5 separate regions of the Mus musculus genome follow, and all the other regions are linked to region 1. A link is a contact called in public HiChIP or PLAC-seq and promoter capture Hi-C data. All regions are on one chromosome and are shown on one strand. Each heading gives the region's core, a stretch centred on a gene start, on an enhancer-like site or on the middle of the called end of the contact. The rest is flanking DNA. Distances are from core to core; before and after follow the strand shown. Region 1 holds the start of Gaa (glucosidase, alpha, acid). Region 2 holds the start of Ppp1r27 (protein phosphatase 1, regulatory subunit 27). Region 3 holds the start of Arl16 (ADP-ribosylation factor-like 16). Region 4 holds the start of Actg1 (actin, gamma, cytoplasmic 1). Region 5 holds the start of Cyth1 (cytohesin 1).

Evidence for each region. Promoter capture Hi-C pulls out the DNA fragments that hold promoters and counts their contacts. HiChIP or PLAC-seq counts read pairs in DNA pulled down with a chosen protein or histone mark.
Region 2: a contact with region 1 is called in a promoter capture Hi-C map of the C10 cell line, with 4 times the contacts expected there. The contact joins the promoter of Ppp1r27 here to the promoter of Gaa in region 1.
Region 3: a FOXA1 HiChIP or PLAC-seq map of pancreatic cancer cells shows a contact between it and region 1. The contact joins the promoter of Arl16 here to the promoter of Gaa in region 1. A contact is called at or near these places in 1 of 39 promoter capture datasets (liver) and 1 of 115 datasets of contacts at active chromatin or transcription factors (pancreatic cancer cells).
Region 4: a contact with region 1 is called in a promoter capture Hi-C map of liver, with 5 times the contacts expected there. The contact joins the promoter of Actg1 here to the promoter of Gaa in region 1. A contact is called at or near these places in 3 of 39 promoter capture datasets (liver and stem cell-derived epiblast-like cells) and 4 of 115 datasets of contacts at active chromatin or transcription factors (bone marrow-derived dendritic cells, large pre-B cells, pancreatic cancer cells and 1 more).
Region 5: a promoter capture Hi-C map of embryonic stem cells shows a contact between it and region 1, with 2.4 times the contacts expected there. The contact joins the promoter of Cyth1 here to the promoter of Gaa in region 1. A contact is called at or near these places in 3 of 39 promoter capture datasets (embryonic stem cells, liver and stem cell-derived epiblast-like cells).

The regions. Positions count from the first base shown.
Region 1 is chr11:119,266,339-119,269,758 of GRCm38.p6, forward strand. Gaa (glucosidase, alpha, acid) reads left to right here and starts at 1,625. Exons shown (of 20, transcript NM_008064.4): 1 at 1,625-1,884.
Region 2 is chr11:120,549,402-120,552,821 of GRCm38.p6, forward strand. Ppp1r27 (protein phosphatase 1, regulatory subunit 27) reads right to left here and starts at 1,731. Exons shown (of 3, transcript NM_026814.3): 1 at 1,463-1,731; 2 at 1,211-1,361; 3 at 574-928. The coding sequence starts at 1,652. The coding sequence ends at 805. Mcrip1 (MAPK regulated corepressor interacting protein 1) reads right to left here and starts at 326. Exons shown (of 5, transcript NM_001033231.4): 1 at 256-326.
Region 3 is chr11:120,465,869-120,469,288 of GRCm38.p6, forward strand. It overlaps Arl16 (ADP-ribosylation factor-like 16), which reads right to left and starts at 1,732. Exons shown (of 5, transcript NM_197995.2): 1 at 1,495-1,732; 2 at 1,314-1,372; 3 at 786-899; 4 at 116-231. The coding sequence starts at 1,555. It overlaps Hgs (HGF-regulated tyrosine kinase substrate), which reads left to right and starts at 1,767. Exons shown (of 22, transcript NM_008244.3): 1 at 1,767-1,895; 2 at 3,141-3,225. The coding sequence starts at 1,859.
Region 4 is chr11:120,346,896-120,350,315 of GRCm38.p6, forward strand. Actg1 (actin, gamma, cytoplasmic 1) reads right to left here and starts at 1,600. Exons shown (of 6, transcript NM_009609.3): 1 at 1,530-1,600; 2 at 1,074-1,202; 3 at 741-980; 4 at 16-454. The coding sequence starts at 1,196. Mir6935 (microRNA 6935) reads right to left here and starts at 518; the gene lies at 455-518. 0610009L18Rik (RIKEN cDNA 0610009L18 gene) reads left to right here and starts at 1,783. Exons shown (of 2, transcript NR_038126.1): 1 at 1,783-1,967.
Region 5 is chr11:118,247,042-118,250,461 of GRCm38.p6, forward strand. It overlaps Cyth1 (cytohesin 1), which reads right to left and starts at 1,517. Exons shown (of 14, transcript NM_011180.4): 1 at 1,398-1,517. The coding sequence starts at 1,419.

The DNA of each region.
Region 1 (3,420 bases), core at 375-2,874:
AGAGTTTTCTGATCGTCTGACAGCCCTAGGGAACTAGGCTCAGCCGCCTGTCTCCAGTACCAATTAAAGAGACAACAGTGAACAGCAGAGAAAGGGGGTTTAGTTGGTGTGGCCACTTTGGGAGGTAAAACAGATGGGAATGGAACAAATTGGGGGCGGGGGTGTGTCCTGGTGTGAGCTCTAACTCTGAATAGGGCAGAAGAGCTGTGTAGCCAAGCATGCTTGGTCACGGGACGCTCCTGTCTGTTAGGAGACCTCTGCAGAGCAGGGGTTTCCCTGTCGGACCCCAGAATAGGCACAAGCCACCAGGAACAAAGGTGAAGAACAGCAGCAAATGACTCGGCAGGTGTAAGGGGGGATGGGCGGGCCCAAGACAGGGTCTCTGTGTACCGTTGGCTATCCTGGAACTCACTCTGTATGTACACCAGGCTGTCCTGAAAATCAGAGCTCCACTTGCTTCTGCCTCACAGTGCTGGGATCAAAGGCGTGTGCTGCCATTGTTGGCTGCTGGTGTCATTTTTAAGAAGAGAGAAGGGGCCGGGCGTGGTGGCGCACGCCTTTAATCCCAGCACCCGGGAGGCAGAGGCAGGCGGATTTCTGAGTTCGAGGCCAGCCTGGTCTACACAGAGAAACCCTGTCTCAAAAAACCACACAAAAAAAAAAAAAAAAAAAAAAGAAGAGAGAAGGGGAGGCCTGTGTTAGGATGGGCTAGCATGCGGTGGTAAGGTTTGGTTTGGTGTATTAATTACATGAACCAAAGGGGGCTTCGGATTGCTGGACTTCAATACTTTAACAGCTGGCCCCTGGCAGTCAGCCTTAGGCGGAGGAAGTGGCCAAATAAGGGAAGAGACCTTGATGGCTAGCTTTAGGAATGTAATCTAATGTTTGTTTGTTTTGTTTTGTTTTGTTTTTCTTTAGCAAGGCAGAGGGAATGGGCACAAGGGAAAGATTGCCAGAGCCAAGCTCAGCACATTCAAGCTGGCCAGAGTCCATCCACCTTCCCTCGCTGGCCAGTCCTCTTGGCTCTCATTATCCTGCCTGCACACACTGTGCTCCGACAAGCTGCCAGAGCTGAGGACACCGTCTTCTCAGGCCTTTCTCCTCTCCCAGCATGGGATGGGGAGGGGGGCGTTGAATTTCTTGGTGTACATTGTTTCAAAAGTTTGACAGCCAGAGGCACAAATGCCCCTCCACCCCCCAGTGGTCCCAGCAGTACAGGAGAGTCAGGGCCTTGCACATGGTAGGCCAGTGCTCTACCCCTATCTACATCCGGCCTGCCAACTTTGGTTTTTGAAACAGAGTTTCACCAGGTGTCGTATGCTGGCCTCAAATTGTCAATCTTTCTTGCTGCTGCTTCCCGAGTGCTGGGATCACATGCCTGCACTACTACCCCGGGCTTCTGGCTCAATGTATGACCTGCATCATACTTATATCAAATGCCCCGGATCATTTACTGTTTCACCATCGTAGGTTTTCTGTGCGATCACGTGTTTGACTCTGACTCCAGGTCTGGGCTGGTTTAATCTACTGGAGCTTTTGCAACGCGATGACGTCCTATGGCTGCCATTCCAACACCTGCGCTCACTGTCGCCCTCAGCCACTAGGGGGCGCAGCGATAACACTCACACGGACTCCGCCGCCTACGCAGGAGGTCGTGTGACGAGGTCCGCGCGGACGAGCCCCGCCCACAGACCACGTGACCCACGCTGCCCGCTGAGCCTGGGGGTCTTCGGCCTGGAGGGTGATTGCGCAGGTGAGCTGGGCGAGCTGGTGAAGGCTGTCTCCGGCCCCAGAGCCTCCGGAGGAGCGGCCTCCTCCAGGCAGGCAGGGCCGACTGTCAGCGAGTTCCTGCTTTGGAGAATCGAGCAGAGACACGCGGCATAGGTGAGACCCCCGACCCAGGCAGCCACGGACGGTGACCTTAGTAAGACAGCAGGCTCCGGTAAAGTCCGGGATTCTAGTTCGTGCCCGCAGTACCAGGCGGGCAAAGCTCTGTGTGTATGTGACGCAGGGGGAAACTGAGGCACAGAGAAACCGAGAACCTTCACTTTGACCTCCCGTGTCTGACAGGTTGGATTTGGACACGCCTGTGCCTGGTGACGCAGCGATCCAGCTGCTTTCCAGAAAGCAAGCTTGAGGTCACCAGGTCAGCCGTGGCCTCTGAGTTCAGTTCCTTCCCATGTTTTTTTCTCTAAATTGTGGCTGAGAGAACGGGCCTCAGCTGCCTGCTCCCAGTTTCTGGGACTTTGTTCTAATGCGTGTGTTTCTGAGTTGCGCCCTGCGGCCTCCTTGGAGGGTCCTGGAAAATGCAGATTCCCACCCTGCCCCGCAGAATTTGAGCCTGCGAGTGTCCTTAGATGCTGAATCATGGTCAGTGTCACTTACGTCTGGAAGGGCCAGGTGGAGCTGGGCCTTACTCGGCAGTAAAGACAAAATGGGTCTCTGGTCTTCGAGCCAGATCCACACACTGGATCTTTCTGTGGCTCATTATGGTGGCTCATTATGGCCGCTGGGCACCTGAAAGACCAAGGCGTGATTGGAGGGTAGGAAACTGCAGCCTACGCAAGCACTCCAACTCCCTCAAGATGCTGGAGAATCACTCACCATGGTAACGGATTTCAGTCATGCCTACGTAACCGAAGGCCCACAGAACTGAACAGAGCTGGCTGTGGTCTCCAATGCCAGAAAGCCCAGCGTGTAGGAGATGGTGGCAGGGACCCAAGCCATCCCTGGCTTCATAGCAAGTTAAGGCAAGCCTGGGCTACTGCAGACCCTGTCTCAACATGGCAGCCACGTGGGTTCAGAGACCATCCCAGTTGATCAACACATTTGAGTGTTGGGAGCCTGGGAGCCACTCCCAACCGTTCTCCACCCATTTCTTCATTCTGGCTGTTCTTGAGTTACAGCTTTCAAAACCAACCAACCAGTAAATATAAGTGAAGTGCTTTTCTGAGTTCTGTGAGATAGTCTAGTGAATTGCCAAACTTGGTGCATGGTGTAGGGGTCCTCGGAACCACCATGGTCTATAGGCAGTCCATCAGAGAGGTATGGCGGCAACCTGGGGCTTACTGGCATCTAGGCGTGGCAGAGCCCCAGCCGGGTCATAGTTAACAACCCCCTCCTGGACTGGAAAACTGGGGAGCCACTAGCCGGAGAAAGTCACAGGAATTGTGGGTAAACACTGCCAACCAGAAGCACCCTGACTCACCAATGGCCACAGTTGGTCCCCAAGTGCTAATCAGTATTCACAGCTGCCTCTTCTGCAGCCGGGCCATCTCCTGAGTGTGTCTGGTGACCCTGAGAACCGTCCTCTGTGCTGAGCCCCACCACATGGAGAAGTCACCCCAGCCTTCTACCCAAGCCCCATTTCCAGAAGGCCCACACTCCTGCAGCTAGTGAACCCTGTGGCCCAGTCCTGGG
Region 2 (3,420 bases), core at 481-2,980, 1.3 Mb after region 1:
GTTTGGGGAGGCTGGCCTGCGCAGCTCAAAAGCAGGGAGCGCCCTCAGAGGCTGCCCCGGGACCGCGGGCGTCGGTTCCCGGGGAGGTGGGGGGGCGGCCGCCACGTCCGCACTCCGTGGAGACACCGGCCTTGTCTCTCCCCGCTCAGGCCAGGCGACCCAGCGACACCAGGGCGGGGCGGGGCGGGGCGGCCAAGGTCCCACGGAGCCTGCAGCGCCCCGCCCCGCCGTGCCTCCGCGCCGCGCCTTCCTCACCTCGCCCTCCTCGCCGCCGCCGCTGCCGCCGCCGCCGCCGCTTCCAGTGGGCCGGCCGGAAGTGACGCGGCGCGCAGGCGCAAACGGCGCGGGCCACGTGATCGCTGGCGAACGGAGTGCGGCGAGGTCGGAGGCGCGCGAGGTCGTCCCGGAAACACGGGTGGGTGTCGGGGGAAGGGAGGGGTTGCCGGGCATCTCTGAACAAGAACATCGGCGCACCGGCCCCGGACACGCATTTCCCCGGCCCTGCGCTGCCAGCGAGCCCCCGCGTACCTGGCGATGGTTTTGTACTGGACTGCGCTAATCAAGTCATCATCACAGCTTGGGAATTATGTTTATTGAAAAAGTAAAAAGTATCACCATTAAAAAACAAACAAACCTGGAGAAAAAGCCAGGCCAGAGAAATGGGTATAGGGGCAAGAGGGTCGTTCCCCACAAGTCCTAACCAGCCTGGCTGCCTCACTGCACATCCAGTGGGCACTCTAGTCCTTGGGGCAAGGTGCTTGCCACTTCTCCAAGGAGGCGCAAGCCCCAAAGGGCTCTCCTGGCTCAGTCCATGCTGGTTCCTTTGAAGAGTTCCACCAAGTCTTTGAAGTCCGGGTCAATAAGGTCGGAGGGCAGATCGCCATCATCATTGGCTGCATCTCTGTCTGCCCCCAAAGAGATGAGATACCTGAGGTGTGAAGGGCAGGTGGTTAAAGCCTACTCAGCCCACTCCGGGGCCAAAAGGCTAGAATATTGGGGTCACCTGTTTGTTTTTTCCAGGCAGAGTGAGGAGGAAGAAACCTGACCCCTTGGAAGCTGTGGCCAGATTTTCCGGCTTGCTCTAATGTTGCAATCGGGTAGAAACTGCCAGAATCCCTGAGTTGATGCCTACATCCTCAGAGCCATATTTTGGGGGGGTCCACCTGGAGAGATTAGGATGAAACCTCTGAACCACATTCCATAGTCTCACCTGGCTATGTCAGGGTACCCATCACTGCAAGCGATGTGCAGTGGTGTCCAGCCTGTCTCATCCCGCTGGTGAATGTCAGCCCCGTATTTGACTAGCAACTTCACACACTCTAGGTTTCCAGAGAGCACAGCTTCATGCAGAGCAGCCAGTCCTGGGCAGGGTGGGAACACAGGGTCAAAGCTGTAACCCTCAGAAGAGGATCTCCCCTGCCTCCTTATGGACAGAAGGCCAGACTCTCAGTTATCTACTCACCTGAGGGATGGATAGTGTCTAGGGAGACTTTCCGAGCCCGGATAAAGCGTCCCACCTGCTCCAGGTCGCCTTGTCGAATGTGGTCCAAGAAGAGAACATCGTTAGGGAAGCGCACGCTCCGATCGGCCAACATCCGCCGCCTCCGCTGTCGGGGGCTGTAGCGAGCATAGCGGACCGTTCGGCTGGGCATCCTGGGATTGAGGTGGGCTATCTCTGTGGGTATGAGTGAGAAAGTGTCCCTACCAGACCAGATCTGTGTAAGCTCTCCTGCTCGACAGAACCTCGATTCCAGCTTATAAAGGGCTTGCGAGGCTATATAAAGCCACGCAGTCATGCTTGCAGACGCGAGGGGCTGAAACTGAGCTGCTCCGCGCTCCCTGAGCACAGGATCATGTTTAGTGGCTCATCTTTCAGCACACCTGTCACTATGTCCGGCCAAAGGGGTCAGATCCTTCCTGGCTACTACTCCCTCTCCGCAGCTGGACCTAGAAGGTGCCTTATAGAGGACAGAAGGACTAGGAGAGAGTCCATGAAGAAAGCTGTGGATGTGAGCTCAAGGGCATCAAGAGGGTCTAAGCTTAAAGGATGATGGATCACCTGTCTACCTACTGGGAGCTGAGCTCCCTCCCCATCTGAAGAGCACCAATCCATTGTCATTTAGGAGGTCACAGCCCTGTCCATTTCCCAATGTGTCACTCTCACCTCTCCAAGAGTAGATTCCCAAAACTGCCTTTAGGGTGCATCATACTGACATCTCAACTCTACAGACAGATCAACACTACTAGTCCTATGGGACTCACCCAGCACACACACATACTGCCTCTGTTTTCTGGACAGCCTATGGACTCATGTTGAAGATATCCAGTCTGATCCTAAGAGTCAGGGGATGGTTTCCATTATGGGTGAAGAAAGGGAAGGACCCCATACAAAGCTTCCTGCAGCTTCTTTGCCAGCTGTCTTGCTTTTACAACAGGTTCAACTGTGGTGTCAGGCGATGCTTGGCTTGGGGGTATGAGACTACCAGGTAGACAGAATGCAAGAACAGAGTTGGGCCAGAGGAGCCCAGAAGCTTGGCTGTGGAGCTACAGATAGCTCCCAACTCAACAGCTTCCCCTGCATCCCTGAATGCTAATGGTGGACTCTGCAGATTGGGTTAAGCCAGAACTTAAACCCTCATGGTTGCAGTGGCTGGCAGCCTCATACCAGGAAGGGCTCCTTCTGAGGTTCTGAGGGAGCCTTTGCACCAAGCTTACCAGAGTTTACCAGCCTCAGTCCTTGGTGTTCTTTGGCTTCTAAAAGTATCACACAATCCCTCCATTCATATCTAACGCTGCTGTCTACGCCTGTGTCCAAATCCTATGCCCCCACACATACACTTTTCTTTGTAACTCAGGCAAACTCCTGAGCATCCTGCCCTCAGTTACCACCTGCGAGTTTACGAGGGTGCACTACCACAGTCAGTTACCCCATTACTTTTTTTATTTCCCCCCACCCCCAGGGAAGGTAGTTGTTTTCCAGGTTGGCCAGTCCTGAACTCAGAATTCTCCCTCAGGCTCCTCAAAATTGTGCTAGAATTACAGGCCTGTGCTGTCACATCTGGCTCAGATAGCTCCTTACAAAGGCATAAATGTTCTTACAAAGATTTAGGGCACAGTGCACTACAATATGACCTTATCCTATTACCCAAACAGTCACATTGAAAAGTATCAAGAGCAGCCAGGCACAGTGTTGCACACCTTTATTTAATCCCAGCACTCAGAAAGCAGAGGCAGGCAGATCTCAGTTTGAGACCAGCCTGATCTAACAGAGTTCCAGGACAGGCAGGGCTGTTACACACACACACACACACACACACACACACACACACACACACACACACAACCTATCTCAAAACAACTGCAAAAAAAGTATTGAGAGCTAGGACATAAATTTGTGAGACTGGAGACAACCCACTCACT
Region 3 (3,420 bases), core at 482-2,981, 1.2 Mb after region 1:
GTTCTACCCACAGCTGCACCTCCCCGCTGCAGACCCTATGGTCTTGGCTGTACTCAAGTAGAGCAACCCCTTGGGATACCTTGCCCTTCATCCTGCCCAGCCCTTAGACCCATACATTTTATTGAAGAGTATGAGGACGGAGGCTTTTTCAAGTTCTTCTGCAGAAAGGAGACCCAGGAGCTGCATGCAGGATGCAGAGAGCTGGGTGGGGTTAGAAGCATCCATCATGAACTAGGGAGAAAAGGAAAACATGCTACAGAAGATAGTCCTGACCAGAGCCCTGTCTGGTCATTTCACAAAAGCACACAGACAACTTTTTAAGTGGATTTAAATTTATGATGCAGGAGTTTGAACCTAGGGCTTCAAGTGTAGCTAGGGCAAGCACTCTCCTGAGCTACATATCCAGCCCCAGATTGGCTTTTAAACAACAGGTTTTGGAAATAGCCAAGGGGGAGTTGTACGAGGATGACTGTCACTGGTGTCTTTAAGTAAAATTAAGTCTACTGTGGCCATCAGCTCTTCATCCCAGAATTTGATGCCCCTTCCTTCTACAGATAGGACCAACAAGAGGGATGTAAAGTGTTGGTCGTATTCAGGTATCAAGGCATAGAACATGCTGTGCCTTCAACAAGCCTCCTAGAATCTGAGCCCTGCTCAGGAAATCAGACCAATGCACAGTCATCAAAGACCCCCAAACCCGATCCCATGAAAAGCAGGGCCAATACTTGATGGTTCAGGGAGTCAGACAAAACTGACCTCCAAAGAAGCTTGAAGTATTAACTCACCAAGAGCGAATGGCAGTTTCCATAGTAACTGGACCAGATGGGGCTCATGCATCCCCCGAGCTCTCGGATGGTGATCTTCCTGTGGGCCACAATGTCTGTAAGGTTGGTGCCCACCTATGGAAAAAACCACGATGCACTGAGACCAGCGCAAGCGGTGTGCTGTGGTGAGCTTCTGGATGGCAGCACCGCCATGAGGGAGCTAAGCATCCACAGCCAGTGACAACTGCTCAAGCCCTCTGCTCTCGCCACCAAGAAATGCAGCTCTCTGGGGGCTCCAGGCCAACGTCAACCATAGAGATGGGCCTTGAGAGTGACGAGGGAATGAATTTCTAGGGATGGGAGAGAAAGGTGCCCACCGGAAGACGGGCTTCGGGTTCTCCACACTCAGAAGTCTAGTGATGGGAGTTCCTCTGCCGCAGACAGTACCCAACCTACTGACCACAGGCACCGCGGCTTCCATTAGAAGAGGTCTGAGGACCTTTGCAAGCCTCAAAGGGCATGCATGACCTGAGAGAGGCCGACACCTACCGTGGGCCGCGTCGGTGGGGGCTCTCCCAGGTCGCCTTTGCCATCTCCGGAGCTCAGCTGTCCCGGCGGTCAAGGGCCATGGCGTGGCAGAGGGAGGAGTTCCCGTGATGAGCGACCCCGGTGTGCTCCCTCCCCACCCTGCCTGGGACTCCCTGCCTGCCCACTCGGCGCGGAAGGATATTCTGAAGGCGTTTCACCAGCAGGGTCTTCCCGACCCCAGCAGCTCCAAGCAGGAGACACATCCCTTCCTCGGATAACGCGCTTGTACCTCCGAGCTACCACGCAATGAGGCCCGCCTCCGCTTAGCTTTCATTGGATAGACCGCTCGTCCAGGCTGCTCATTGGTTAGTCCCAATGGACTGAGCGGTCCAATGGACGCTCAGAGTCAGTGTGTAAGCGCAAGTCTCGCCATGGAGCAGGACTCGGGGCGGCGCGGAGGCGTTGCGCGTGCGCGAGCAGAAAAAGAAAGGCGGAAGCGGAAGTTGGGGGGCGCGTCAGCTCCGAAAGAGGGAGCGACTGCAGCGTCGGTCCGGAGTGGGGTCGCCATGGGGCGAGGCAGCGGCACCTTCGAGCGTCTCCTAGGTAACGCGTCCGCCCGTCAGCTCCAAGTCAGCTCCCTCGCGCGCACCGGCCAGATGCTGCCTCCGTAGGTCTCAGGAGAGCGGGCCGGCCACCTAGACCGGCCGTCGGCCTCCGGGGAGCACTGCACGGTTCCCGGGCCTCGGGTGTGGCCGCCCGGGCTGTACACTGAGTCCTGGGGTTCCAGTGACGAATGCTCTTTGGGGGTCCGTGACGGACCTCTCTTCCTCCGGGTCCGACGGTCCTGAACCGATTGGGCCAAAGTCCTGAGTCATGAAGTCATGACTCAGATCTTAGCTTCATGCGGGTCTCAGACCCCGATACCTTTTCGCAGGGTGGAACCGATACTGCCTTCCTTAAACCTTTCGAGCCCCTTGGGGAATGCTTCCTAGGACCTCAGCCTCTTGCGCTCTGGTAGTGCCTGGGGGTTTGAGAAGACATGTATTTCTCATTTTTGAAGGTGCTTGTTGATATCACTATCTGAGGTTCCTGGACAGTGTAAATTTTAGGAGGGAAAAATGAGTTTGACATGCATGCACCATTCCCTCAATAAATGTGTTCAGGAGCAGGCCCCATCCTAGGCTGCTCACTTGCTCCTTTTTGAGCTAAGGTTTTCAAAGGGGAATCTTAGATGATGAGATGTTTACCTTAGTCTCATATCCTGGGAGGTTCAGCACGTCAGGTATGAATCCACTAACTTGTTGAATGAGTAACAAGGGTGGTGTATCTTGGGATAGCTCACTTTCGTAAGGGAGGGGTGATCCGAGTGTGAAGAGGTGTTGGCTGGGGGTACCACTTGACATGGAGAAATCATCCCTCATCTTCTAGAGCTTGCTAAGGGACCCATTACATTACCCAGCTAAGAGGTAAAGGACAAAACTTCTAAATGATGGGACTCTGTTGAGAAGCAGCAGGGTATGCCATTTTAAAGTGCCCAGCAAGCTGTGACAAAGGGCATTCTCTACCTCCTTTATCTTTAAAGCAGATGCAAGTAGTACCTCTCTCCAGAGGGTCTGTGGGAACTGAGTGAAGCCGAGCTTGAGCTGACAGCTGATAGGGACTAAGTATCATTTCCACATTATTTGCTTCTTGCATGGGAGGATGCCATTTCCATGGTTGTCAGTGTACTTCAAGAGGATTTTCAGTTTGGTTTTGGCTGTATAAAATGAGGGATGTTCTTGACTTTTGACGGGCCGGCTCGGAAACATAGCTCAATGGACCCTTTGAATGGGCATCTCTTCCCTTTAGACAAAGCCACCAGCCAGCTTCTGTTGGAGACAGACTGGGAGTCCATTCTACAGATCTGCGACCTGATCCGTCAGGGGGACACACAGTAAGTGAAGAGAACCACCCCTCTTCTAAGATTAAATGGGCAACATGAGTTTTTTGTTTTTTTGTTTTTTTTTAATCCAGATTGTTTTGATATCTTGGGACAATTAAAACAGCACAATTTGGAGATACTTAGACTCACTGATATTTCCTTGAGGAGGTCTGTCAGGCTAAACTCATGGTTGGCTTATATTTCAGT
Region 4 (3,420 bases), core at 350-2,849, 1.1 Mb after region 1:
GTTGTGGACACCTACCCAGGAAGGAAGGCTGGAAGAGTGCCTCCGGACACCGGAACCGCTCATTGCCAATGGTGATCACCTGCCCGTCGGGCAGCTCGTAACTCTTCTCCAAGGAGGAAGATGATGCAGCAGTAGCCATTTCTTGCTCAAAATCCAGGGCAACATAGCACAGCTTCTCCTTTATGTCACGAACAATTTCCCTCTCAGCAGTGGTGGTAAAGCTGTAGCCCCGTTCAGTCAGGATCTTCATGAGGTAGTCTGTCAGGTCCCGGCCAGCCAGGTCCAGACGCAAGATGGCGTGGGGAAGGGCGTAGCCCTCATAGATGGGCACTGTGTGTGTGACCCCGTCACCAGAGTCCATGACAATGCCAGTGGTGCGCCCAGATGCATACAAGGACAGCACCGCCTGAATGGCCACGTACATGGCTGGGGTATTGAAGGTTTCAAACATTATCTGTGGAAAGACAAAGAACACCTGAGTGAGTGAGTAGCAGGGGCCCTGAGCCTCCCACACCCACACTCTGCATGCTGCATGCCACAAATGTGATGTGTGAAGAAAAAAAGAACAGAACGCAAGCAGAAACGCAAACAGAAACCTGGAGGCTTCAGGGAGGAAATGCCAGGAGAAGAGGAACAGAACCCTAGAAACACCAAAGAAACGCTTGAATGTCAGGAAATGAGGCACAACACAAAATGACTCGTCACGCCCAAGGGGAGGCAAGGTCCCGGCTCAAGCATACCTGCGTCATCTTCTCTCTGTTAGCTTTGGGGTTCAGGGGGGCCTCGGTCAGAAGCACCGGGTGCTCCTCAGGAGCCACACGCAGCTCATTGTAGAAGGTGTGGTGCCAGATCTTCTCCATGTCGTCCCAGTTAGTGACAATGCCGTGTTCGATAGGGTACTTCAGGGTCAGGATACCCCTCTTGCTCTGGGCCTCGTCACCCACGTATGAGTCTTTCTGGCCCATGCCCACCATGACGCCCTGCGAGAGAAAAGGCCGCGGTCAGACTCGCCCCACCCACCGCGCGACCCGGGCCCAGAGAGAACACAAGGGAGGCCACTCCTCTCAACTAACCTGGTGTCGGGGGCGCCCTACGATGGAAGGGAACACGGCCCTGGGGGCGTCGTCGCCAGCAAAGCCGGCTTTGCACATGCCGGAGCCATTGTCAATGACGAGTGCGGCGATTTCTTCTTCCATTGCGATCTGCGCAGGAAGAAGCCCCGGAATTAGCGCAGCCCTCACCGAACTCAGAAAATGTCCTCGGCCAGGGCCGAGCCACCCCGGAGGAGTGCAGTCCCCACCCCGGGCGGCGTAACCGTCGGCTACCGGCAGCGCCCCGTTCCGCCGCGGCGAGGAGGGGCTGCGCATTGCGTCGGGCCCCGCCCTGCCCCCAGCCGCGGCTGCAGACCCAGGCCCACCCGTCAGGCGCCCTGCGCTCCGCTCCGCTCCGCAGCGGTGCGGCAGGCAGGGTGAGCGGGAAGAAAGGGCCACAGGAAGTCACTGGGCCAAGCCCGGGGAGCGGCAGCTTACCGGCGAAGGACGCGGCGGCGACGGAGGAGCGGCAAGAAGCGCAGTGTAAGCCGGCGGCGGAGTGTGAGACCGACCGCGGCCTCCCCCGCCGCTATTTAAGCGGGAGCGGGCCGCGCGCGCGGGCGGGGGCGCGCGCGGCCCCAGAACATGTCCATATATGGCGATCTTTCCAAAAGCCGGGCGCCTATTGGCCCGCCCGCCAGGGACACGTGGGGCCCGGGCCCGCCCGCCCCTGGCCCGCGCCGCCGCCAACGGCCCCGCCCGCGCCGCCCCCGCGCGCTCGCGACCCCGGGAGGCCCGGTTCTTGCTCGCGGGGGTCTCGGCGAGTGGCGTGCGTGCGATCGGCCCTGCCCTGCCCCGGGACTGCCGCGTAGCAGGGAGGGCCCGGGCTGCGCCCCGAAACTGCCAAGCCCGGGGCGGGCCGCGCCCCGATCTGGGGTGAGTCCCGTGGCCCCCGCCCCTATGTGAATCCTGTGCCCCGCACACCCCCCAGGACCTTTCTCTACAGGGTCCGTGTGTGCCTGGCTGGGGACGGGCTGGAGGGATTCCCGGGGGTCCGGGGAGCGGCCATCACATCCCAGTCACGTGGGAGAGGGTCACCAGTTCTTCCACTTCAGCCATGTCCCTTTATTGGAGGAGGGGTCGTCACGGGGTTGGGTGTCCCTGGGCATCAAAGAAGGTGGTGGTGGTGGTGTGAGTGGGCATTGTGTTATGCTGGCTTTGCGGGACACATTGTAGGGAAACTGAGGCAGGGGAAGTCTCCCGACTTTCAGGATGGTCCAGCCCCGCCCCCCGCGTGGGTCAGCTGGCGAGACTCCTCTCCACTGATTATGAAGTCCGGGTCAAACTGGTTTTGGGCACAGAATGCTTAGGCCTTAGTCCCCTCCGGACAGGCGTGGGGGGCGGGCCGGCCTCGCTGCCCTTCTCCCGGCTGTTTGGAAACTTGTCACCCTTAGCAGGGTCGTGGCGCTGCCGTCCTAGATGGTGCCTGAAGAGAAAGCTGGCACGGGAGTTAACCGGGTTTTATTTGTAAGCTTCTGGAATGGTTCATTGTGGAATGAAGCGGAGGGTAGCAGTGAGGTGAGGGACTCCAAGGTCACAGGGCACAGAGCTTGATTCGAGCAGGTACGGGGTGCCACTCCCACCCTATGCACAGGCGCTCTCAGGCAGCCCTGCAAGGTCAGCTCCCCATCTGAGACATGAACACAAGACCCAGGGGGACCAAGCAGCCTGCCCTGCTTACCTGCTGGCCATAAACCCGTGCCAACACTCAGTCACCTTTTGTGCAACATCAGGCCTAGAAAGAAGGGCGCTGGCCCTGTGGTTGTACAGAGGTGCCTGTCAAATGGGAGCACCACCCATGAGGGGGATGCAGGGCTGGACCTCCAGGACCCCACCATGAGCCTACAGGAGCTAACAGCTAACTAACACTTGTAGGTGGGGGTGAGAGTCGTGGGGAAAGTGGAAGGTTTCGGTGAGCACTCACACCTCTGACACGCCCATGGCTACCCAAGAAGTACTGCCGGGGGCCTGGCCCTCAAATCCGAGCCTTCTCTTAAGACGCCTTTGTCTGCTTGTGTGCAGAAGGCGCTGCGAGCACGGAACGGCCATGTAAGGCCGGGTTCCCCCGGCGGGGGCGCCTTGTCCCGCCGCGGGACCAAGGTGCAACTCAGGTGTGCGGGTGGGGGCAGGGGCGGCGGGCGGCGCGCGGCCATATTTGGCGATTTCGACCCGCGCTCCGCCCGCCGCCGGGAGGCCAGTGGCCGCCCTGAGTCACGGGGGCGGACGTAACGGACGGGGCGCCGGGCCGCGCTCCTCGCCTTATTTAGTCAAGCAGGCTACCCATTGGCCCGCAGGACAAAGGCGGTTCCGGCCGGTGCGCGCGGAGACC
Region 5 (3,420 bases), core at 267-2,766, 1.0 Mb before region 1:
GCACACACCATGTTTACCTGGAAGGTAGCAAAAGCCGGCTTCTTCCACTGAACAGGAAGGCACAGACCTCTAACATTCAAGGAAACAGTCAGTGTTCACACATCTGAAGCTCTGGGAGTTGTTAGCCATAATCCTCATGGCTTCACCGGGTCAGGGTTCTCTAAGGGCTCCCCTGCAAAGCCCTAACACTCTTCCCTCTTGGTACTTTAATATTCCTCACCAGAGTGTGAGGAGGCAAAGTTACCTGTGAGGCAACACACCGGAGTTTGGCTCCACTAAGCCGTATAAGCTTGTTAAGTTCCTGAGCCATACTTCCCTGCCAAACCAGTAAAAGGTCACCACTCGCCCTACCTGCCATTCCTTCTTCCATTCCTCCTGGAAACAATGCTAACAACCACGTAAAGCATTTCAAATAACCTTCTACAACTCCAGAGACTGCACACCCTCGGAGGGACCAGAGCCCTGGCTGTTCGCCAACAAGCAGCAAGGTTAGCCAGGAGAGTCTAAATCGCTTCTGCCCTGGTGGAGGATGTGGACTGGTGTCATTACCCGGCTACCTTCAGGCAACAGCTCAAACTTGATCCCCTTGCCCGGTGTGGTCAGGCCCTGACTGACAGACCAGGGGACCAGGAGCTAATTCACAATGCGACGGTAGCACGAACCTGACCGACGTCCCCGGCTCAGAGGCCCCGGTCAGGCCACTTGTGTTCATCTCAGAACAAAGAGCTGGATGGGGCACATAACTTCTAACACCCCTGAGAGCCGGAAACTACTAGGGAACACAGGCCGGCCGGGCGTGTTAGTCCCGCGGCCGCTCGCGGCGTCTGCCACCCCGGTGACAAGCAGCAGGCGACTCGTCTTAAAGACTACGACCCCGGTCACCTGGCCCTGACTCCCCTCGGCACCCCGGGGCTCCTCAGCATCCTCATGACCCTCAGCGCTCCGGTTAACCCCCGCCGCGGAGACCCTCTAACCCCGGCGACTCCCCTTCCGGGGCCCCTAGACTCGCAAACCTCAGCCCCAGCGACCCCCAGGCCCGAGTAACCTCGGTCCTGGAGCCCGAAAGCAATTCCCGGTTTTACACCCGTCTCCGTCGGCGCCCTCAGGTTCGGGCGACCCCTGCCGTGACCCTCCAGGCCTGGGTGACCCACAGCCCCGGCAACCCTCAGGCTCGAGTGACACTCAGTTCCCAGCGACCCTCAGGCCCGGGTGACTCTCAGTTCACGGCGACCCAAAGGTCCAGGCGACCCTCAGCCCCGGCGACCCTCAGGCCCTCGAGCGTCTGGGCAGTCACCCCCGGGCCCTCGCACTGCCGCCACCCGGCGCTCCGCGTCCCGTCCCAGGGACACCGGCGCAGGCGGAAGCTCACGAAGGGGCAGCGGACCGGCCCCACTCACCATAGCTGTCATCGTCCTCCATGGTGCTGGCGACCGGCTCCGGCCCGCGACCGCCACTGACCTCCCGCAGCCCGCGTCCTGCCAGACACCAGCTCGCCACAGGCCAGCTCCGAGCCGCGGAGCCCCGCCCCCCGCACCGCGCCCGCACTGCCCAGCACGCGCCTGCGCACGCGCCGCCCGAGGCACCGCCCCCGGCACAAGGTCCCGCCCACAGCCAAAACGCGCGTGCGTGAACGCCCTCTAGGCCCCGTCCCCTTGAGGACCTCTTTAGTTTGCGTTTACGCAAGCGCGGCACCTAGGCTCTGCCTATCTATGACTCCGCCCCCAAGTCACGCCCTCTCTCCTTAGGTACCGCCCCCTCTCCTCGGGGCAGGGCAGTTTCGGGTTTCAAGTTTCACAAGCGTGCGTAGGCCGCGGGCGTGGTTTACTAGCCAGGGCCAGCGTCCAGCCACTCGGCTGGTTAAACATACTCAAGGTCACGGGTATAACCCGAAGGGTAAGGTGGCCCTAGCTGTATCCGCCTCGGACACCAACACGTCGAGGAGGAAATTACCTAAACTCATCTGTGTTCGTTACTTATACTTCCTACCGGCGCCAAGTTGCACAGGAGGACATAACTTCCAAATTAGTAGCCTCAATTTACAGGCTCTGCTGCTTTCTTCGGGAGGACCGGTTGATCCCCCTTTGCAGTTGTGGCCAGGGGCTGCTTCTGTGGAGGTGAGAGCATTTATGCGGTAGGAGGTCTCTGCAGAATTAATCAGTGGAAGCACCAACCAATGATCTGAAAAGGCCCTTAGGGAACACCCTGTCCTGTGAACTCTAGCCAAGTGACCAGCAGGGAGTGCATTGCAGCTCAATGACAGAGCACTTGCCTAGCAATGTGAGAGACCCTAGATTGCATCCCAGAGACCAGGGGAAAGGAGAAAACTAATTCCCAGACTCAGAGGGTCTTATATGGGCTGGGGCATCTCTGGGTGGTAGGTCCCTGTCCAGGATGTCCTCCACCACAGCATGCACAAACCCTTCTTACCCCAGAAAGGCCTGGGGTAGTGGTGCTTGCCTGTGGCATACCTGTTGTTAGTCTAGCGTCCCAGGAAACTGAGGCAGGAGGACAATATAGTGAAACTCCACCTCAAAAACAAAACAAAACAAAACAAAACAAAAACCTACAAATACAGCAAAAGAGACACTGGGAAGTTTTGGGACGGGTCTTCCTGATTGAAACAAAGACTTGAAATCCCCCATGCAGCCCCAGAACCAGCCTTCTACCCCCACAGCTCCCTCTCTCTGCAAATCACTGCCTGTAGAGGGTTGTGGGAATCTCTGGGCTTCTGCAGGGCATGAAGGGGCCAGGCCAACCACATGGGGAGGAAGGAGAGTCAGGTCTTTCCTTGTGGGTCCTTCTCTTCGCTGGATGGGCTGCAGCAATCCTTTCTCCCCCATGGCCAACAGCCTTAGTCTGTAATTGCTCAAAATCTCTGTACAACTTAAATAAATTTAAATTCCCCAGTGTGCCACCTTATACCTGTGTCCTGTGGCAGACATGCTGCAGTGGGTATATGCATATTTTCTGAGAAAGATATATGAGGAAAATTGACAGAAATGAAAGGGGAGGTGGAGAAAGTGGGACTTATTTTTTCTTTAAAGATGTTAACATTTTGTGTGTGGGGGGAGGAGGAAATGGATGAGGAGGAGGAAGAGGAGGAGGAGGAGAAAGAGGAGAAGGAGGAAGAGGAGGAGGAGAAGAAGGAGGAGGAGGAGGAGAAAGAGGAGAAGGAGGAAGAGGAAGAGGAGGAGAAGAAGGAGGAGGAGGAGGAGGAGAAAGAGAAGAAGAAGAAGAAGAAGAAGAAGAAGAAGAAGAAGAAGAAGAAGAAGAAGAAGAAGAAGCAGAAGCAGAAGCAGCCAAAAACATTATATTAAGGAATTTATGCATCTTGCTGGGGGTGGGAATAGGGGTAGGTTGGGGGGGGGTGGCACACACCTTTAAGTTCAGCACACAAGAGGCAGAGGCAGAGGCAGAGGC